Regions from separate parts of the Sus scrofa genome. Here region 1 is linked to region 2. Evidence: chromatin contacts called from public targeted proximity ligation data. All regions are on one chromosome and are shown on one strand. The core of a region is the stretch at or near the end of the contact, and the rest is flanking DNA. Distances in the headings are between cores, read along the strand shown.

Region 1 (2,700 bases), core at 55-2,554, 180 kb before region 2:
CCCGGCCGGCCCGAGTGTGGCCTGACGGTGTGCGCCGTCCCCACCTTCCCGGTCCCTACCTCCGCTTGTACTCGTCCCGCTCCCGCTTCACTTTGGCCAGCACGTTGTAGAGCGCGCGGATCTCGGGGGTGATGGTGTCGATCTGGACGCCCACCCCGTCGGGGTGCACCCACGACAGGCCAGGCCCTTGCACCAGCGTGGGCTCCAGTCCCGGCCCGAGCCGGCGGGCGTGAGAGAAGGACCAGATGGTGCCGGGCATGAAGCGGGCCGACGAGGAGTAGGCGGTGGAGGCGGAGGTGGAGGGCGCTGGGTGGCAGGCCGCGGAGGGCGCGAGGGGGCCGGCCGGAGAGCGCGCGGGCGACCCCAGCACCCGCGCCGACGGGGTGCAGACTGCGGCCGGCCGGGAGCCCAGGGGCAGCCCCAGGGGCCGGACGGGGCTGATGAAACCGGTCTGCACGGCCTGGTCGCGGCGAGCCAGGCCCCGCCGGCCCTGCTTACCCTCCTCCAGCGCCTGCTGCAGCTGCTTCTCCAGCAGCCGGTTGCGGCGCTCCAACTCGTGCACCTTGGCCAGGAAGCAGCGGAAGCGGAGGTTCAGGGTCTTGAGCACGTTGATGTTGGAGCCCAAGTCGTTGCGGAGCGCCATGGCGGCGGGGGGCGCCGGGCCCGGCCCGGGGGGCGAATAGGGAGCCGGGCCGGCCGGGGCTAGCGGCGCCGGAGGCAAGTCCCCGCCTCCGGCCAAGTGGTCACCTCCCAGGGGGTCCCCCAGCGGCCCGGCCAGGCCCTGCTGCTCCTGCTGGAGGAGGAAGAGATTGGGGCCGAATAACGGATTCATGGCTGCGCCTTCTGCTGGGAGATGGAGACTAGTGCAGGAACAGGGATGGAGGGTGAGGGAGAAGAGCCAATGAGGCGCCAGGGGGACGTGTGGCAGCCAATCAGACAGCTCGACCGAGGGGGCAGAGGTCAGCGGAGAGGAGGAGGGCAGGAAGAAAGCCAATGAAAGGCTCGCTGAGAAGCTGGCACCTGGACCGACCTTTCCGGGTCTGAGGCTGAGCCCTGGTCTGAGCGGACCGCTTGCTTGTGCCCGGAATCCAGCCAGGATGGCAGAGTGTCATCAAACCCAGATCCTCCACTACTCCATGGTTGTAGTAGCGCGAAATCCATCTTCCCTACACCCCTATTGCCCTCCTCGCTCCAGTCTGAACACCCGGGCTCTGCCTCGCCTTCTCCTGGGTCCCTGGGGAAGTCAAAGGATCCCAGGTGCCTGGAATTGACTTGATTTCTCAGTATACCACACGATCCCCTCTTTAGAGGATCCCTATCCCACCCTCCCACCCCTACCCTTAAAGCAGCAAAGCCAACATCCAGTACCCTCAAAAAACAAACAAACAAAAAAAAAACCAGCAAAAAAACCACAATGGCAAGATTGCAAATTGTGTATTAAATTTCACATCCACGGTGGGAAAGCCATCCTCACGGAGGTAAGAGCTCCAACCTAGTAACAATGGCAATGAACCACCCCAGTCTAGTTCAACCATCCACTGAAGACGGCAGTGGTTGGCTGCTGCCTCTGGACTGCGATTTTCTCCTCTTCGCTGGTGGGGGCCTGCTAGAACTGCGAGGGGACATGGTGGGAGTCTTAGGTCCCTTGGGGGTGCCATTCTGTTTCTGGAAGGCAGTTTTCTTGAAAGATTGCTCTGGTAACTGCTGCTTTACCTTCTCAGCCCCTGTGGTGGTGTTTCCAAGGGGCTGATTGCAGTCCTCAGGCTTGAAAGCATCCTGGGTCTTGGAGAGGGATGGCACAGGAGGGATTTCTGGGTCCATGCCCTTGGGAGGAACACACTGCTTTGGGAAGGCAACTTTCTTGGAGGACTGCAGTTTGGGTGACTGTTTTAGTCTCCCAGCCACCTTTGGTTCCCTGACCACTACTGCTTTCTCAGCTGGCTGCTTGCTATCCTGGAGCTTGGAGGAAGGTTGGACCTTTGTGACAGAAGACACAGTGGACAATTCTGAGCCTGTCCCTTTGGAGACGCCATTCTGCTTTTGGAAAGAAGCCTTCTTGGGAAGTTGCCGTTTCTGCAGCCGCTGCTTTGCTTGCACAGCCACTCTGGCCTTCTTGGCAGGCTGGCTGCTGCGCTCAGGCTTGGGAGTCACCTCCCCTTTCGGGCTGGGCAAGTCTGGGTTTGTAGGGGTTGATGTTGCAGAATTTCCTGGGGTTAAAATTAAATAGAATGGTTTCAGAAAACAGGCCTCATCACTGAGCCTTGATCATCAGTGGTGGAGATAAGCAGAGGAAGTACAATAAGGAAACTGCCCGGGTACTATCTCTTGGCCAAGTGTTCCGCACAATTGGGAGGTATCTAAAAGTAGATTACTTAAGATTCAGATTACTTAACCTCACCTATACTCAAGTCGAATTTGAACCCGATATTAAAGAGAAGGGATCACTACCCATCCTTGGTCCAAAAGGTTTTTAGAGGAGGCTGTACCCCCTTGAGGCCAGCAGGTAACGAGACACTCTAAGGAGAGGTGAATCCTGAATAAACCTCAAGCATTGGGTGGGCCTTTCTTTTAATCAGGAAAGATTTTTGATGGAAATGCAAAAATCTTTTGGAAATGCAGATTTTGATGAGCTGCACACAGAGCAACTAGAAACAAGCTAGTCTTCATAAATGAAGACTGACATATATTAAACAGGTATTT
Region 2 (2,854 bases), core at 310-2,809:
TCTGGCTCCTCAGGCTAAGTGGGGTGGGGAACAAGCGTTGCCCTCTGGCAGTCTCAGGCTTCCTTCCCTAGTTCTGCCTCCATTCTCCCTGAGTTTGAACTCTGCTGGGGAATTTCTGCATTTTTCCATAGCACTCTTGCCTTCTCAGTTCAGAAACTCTGGATTGGGAGAGCCCGCTGATTTTGCAGAGGTCTGAGCTGGAGAGGGGTGTGTGTGCGTTGTAGATACCATTCATCCCTAAAGATGAGCAGACACCTGGAGCTCCCATTGTGGCTCTGGAAAAGAATCTGACTAGCATCCATGAGGATGCAGGTTTAATCCCTTCCTCAGTGGGTTAAGGATCTGGCGTTGCCCTGAGCTGTGGTGTAGGTCACAGACGCGGCTGGGATCCCGTGTGGCTGTGGTGAAGGCCAGTGGCTACAGCTCTGATTTGACGCCTAGCCTGGGAACCCCCATGTGCCTCAAGTGGGGCCCTAAAAAGACAAAAAAAGACAAAAAAAAAAAAAAAAAGATGAGAAGACACCCATGACTCACTCAGCTCACTCAGGGTCCAGAGTACACACACACACTGGCTAGCTTTTGTCTTCACCCACCCTAAGTGACCTTGGCAAATTGTTTCAGCTCTGAAGCTGCCTTGGTTTTCTCATCTATACAATGGGGGATAATCTTAGATTTCATGACTTTAAGGTGTGTAAAGTGTCCACTATAACACACAGCACATAGTGAAGGCAGTACAGCCATACAATGTAGCTATTTTCCCTGTGTTTGGGGTGCGCTTCTTCAGACCTACCATCTTTTAGGGCACAGTAACATTTCTAGGAGTCATTGGCTGGGGGGGGGAGGGAGGTGGAGTGGGGCAAAGAAATTCTGGAGATTTCAGGGAATGAGGGAGGTGGTGAGTACCCAGGAAAGGGCTGGCCAAGAACACGTGAATACACACCCCCCCCCCAGGCAGCTCAGAGATGGGCAGGTGGGTAGTTTGAGGCAGAAACGGTTTAGTGAGAAGGGCAGACCGTCCCCTGGAAAGGAGGGTGGGGGAAGGGAGAAGGGGGCGGTGGGGACACCCAGGGCTGAGGAAATAAACAAGGGGAGCGCCACCACAGGGGTGGAGGGTAACGCTGCTGGGAATCAGCCCCCTCAGACTTTCCACTGCGAAGCGAAACCGTGAGCCCTGGGGTGTTGGGGGGGGCAACGGGGAGGGGAAGTGGGGAAGGTGGAGGGAAGGCAGAAGGACAGGGGCCGCGGCCCTGGGAGCAGCAGAACGGCCTCCAGCTCGAGACAGCCACCTTGTCTCCACTCTGCTCTCTGCCAGCACCCTGCCCCATCCCTGAGGACCCCCCCCAGCCCATCCTGAGCCCACCTTCCTGCTGCCTGATCCGGCCAGCTTTCCTCTAGATTCATTGGTTCCTCCCTCTCTCCCCAGGCCTCCATCCCTCTTTTTCTGGAGTCTCTTCCACCCACTCCCTCTCTGCAGAACCTCTCTCTTTTGTCTGTTAGTCCTTCTCCACTGTCTGACCTCTTCCCTTTGGAGGGCTGTGTGGTCCAGGCCTCAGGGGAGATGGGGGAGGCTCACTTCCTCATCTGGCTGCTTCTGCAACTGCTCTGCGCGGCTGCAGGTAAGGTGGGGACGACCCTCTGGGAAGGCTGACCTTCGGACCCACAGCGGGGGTGGGGGTGGGGTCAGCAGGGATGACCACAGGGATGCCAAGGTCCTTAGACTGGGTGGATCTAACAATGCCTTTCTTGGGGCAGTCCTCCAGCCCCCAAAGCCTCCCTCCCGTCTCCCCCTTGGCCAGGAAGGGGCAGAAACCCAAGGTCTTCCTCGGCCCTGTTTCTTCTCCCTTGGGTAGCAGCTGAGGCTCCTTCTTTACTTTGAAGTCTCTTGGCTCATGGCCCCTCCCCTTGGCCTCTCTTTTCCTCCCCAGTGGAGGCTCCAGACCCAAGGGCAGAGGTCCCGGTGGTGTGGGCCCAGGAGGGGGCTCCTGCCCAGCTCCCCTGCAGCCCCACAATCCCCCTCCAGGATCTCAGCCTTCTGCGAACAGGACAAGTCACTTGGCAGCATCTACCAGACAGGTATGCACCCCAAACAAGGGCAACAGCATCCCCAAATCCAGCAGTAAAGGCGTCCAGATGGACAATCCAAGAGCCAAGTCAGCACTCTGCTTTCTCCCCTGAGCTGTCAGTCCTGCTGAAGCAGTGTCTCAGCCTTCCTGCTGCCCTTGCTGCAGCCCCCTCCGCTCTTTCTCCGCAGACTGCTCCCCTCACGCCCCGCATCCCACCTGCCTCCCCAGTACTGGATGGTGCCGGCCCAACCCGAGGCGCGCGGGGGTGGGGTGGGGGGGGGAGAGATGGGGGAGGCTTAGCAGGCCAGAGGTCTTCCCGTTGGGTGGGCTTTCTCATCCTCAAAGGGTGCCTCTTGGTCGGACTGCCTCTTGCCTGGGGCTGCTTCTCCCTTGGCTTTCTCAGTCCCAACTCTCTCCTGATCAGGGGCCCCGCGGCGCCCTCCCCTCAGAGCCCGGGGCCCCGCCGCTACACGGTGCTCAGGGTGGCTCCCGGAGGCCTGCGCATCGGGAGGCCGCCACTGCAGCCCCGCGTGCAGCTGGAAGAGCGCGGCCTCCAGCGCGGGGACTTCTCGCTGTGGCTGCGCCCGGCCCGACGCGACGACGCCGGCGAGTACCGCGCCGCCGTGAGCCTCCGGGACCGGGACCGCGCCCTCGTCTGCCTCCTCCGTCTGCGCGTGGGCCAGGCAGCGGGTAGGTGGGGGCGGGACGAGGGGAGCGGGGCTGGGAGGAGGGTGCCCCATTCCCCGCCGCCCCGGAGGCAGGAAGAGCCGGGCAGAGGCTGGTTGTGCTTC

The links.
Region 1: a targeted proximity ligation map of alveolar macrophages shows a contact between it and region 2. A contact is called at or near these places in 2 of 47 Hi-C or Micro-C datasets (heart right ventricle and skeletal muscle) and 1 of 2 datasets of targeted methods (alveolar macrophages).

What each region holds. Positions count from the first base shown.
Region 1 is chr5:64,114,299-64,116,998 of Sscrofa11.1, reverse strand. It overlaps IFFO1 (intermediate filament family orphan 1), which reads right to left and starts at 1,304. Exons shown (of 10, transcript XM_021092432.1): 1 at 60-1,304. The coding sequence starts at 832. It overlaps NOP2 (NOP2 nucleolar protein), which reads right to left. Exons shown (of 16, transcript NM_001244246.1): 16 at 1,417-2,207. The coding sequence ends at 1,528.
Region 2 is chr5:63,933,759-63,936,612 of Sscrofa11.1, reverse strand. It overlaps LAG3 (lymphocyte activating 3), which reads left to right and starts at 1,559. Exons shown (of 8, transcript NM_001105306.1): 1 at 1,559-1,616; 2 at 1,926-2,073; 3 at 2,488-2,753. The coding sequence starts at 1,559.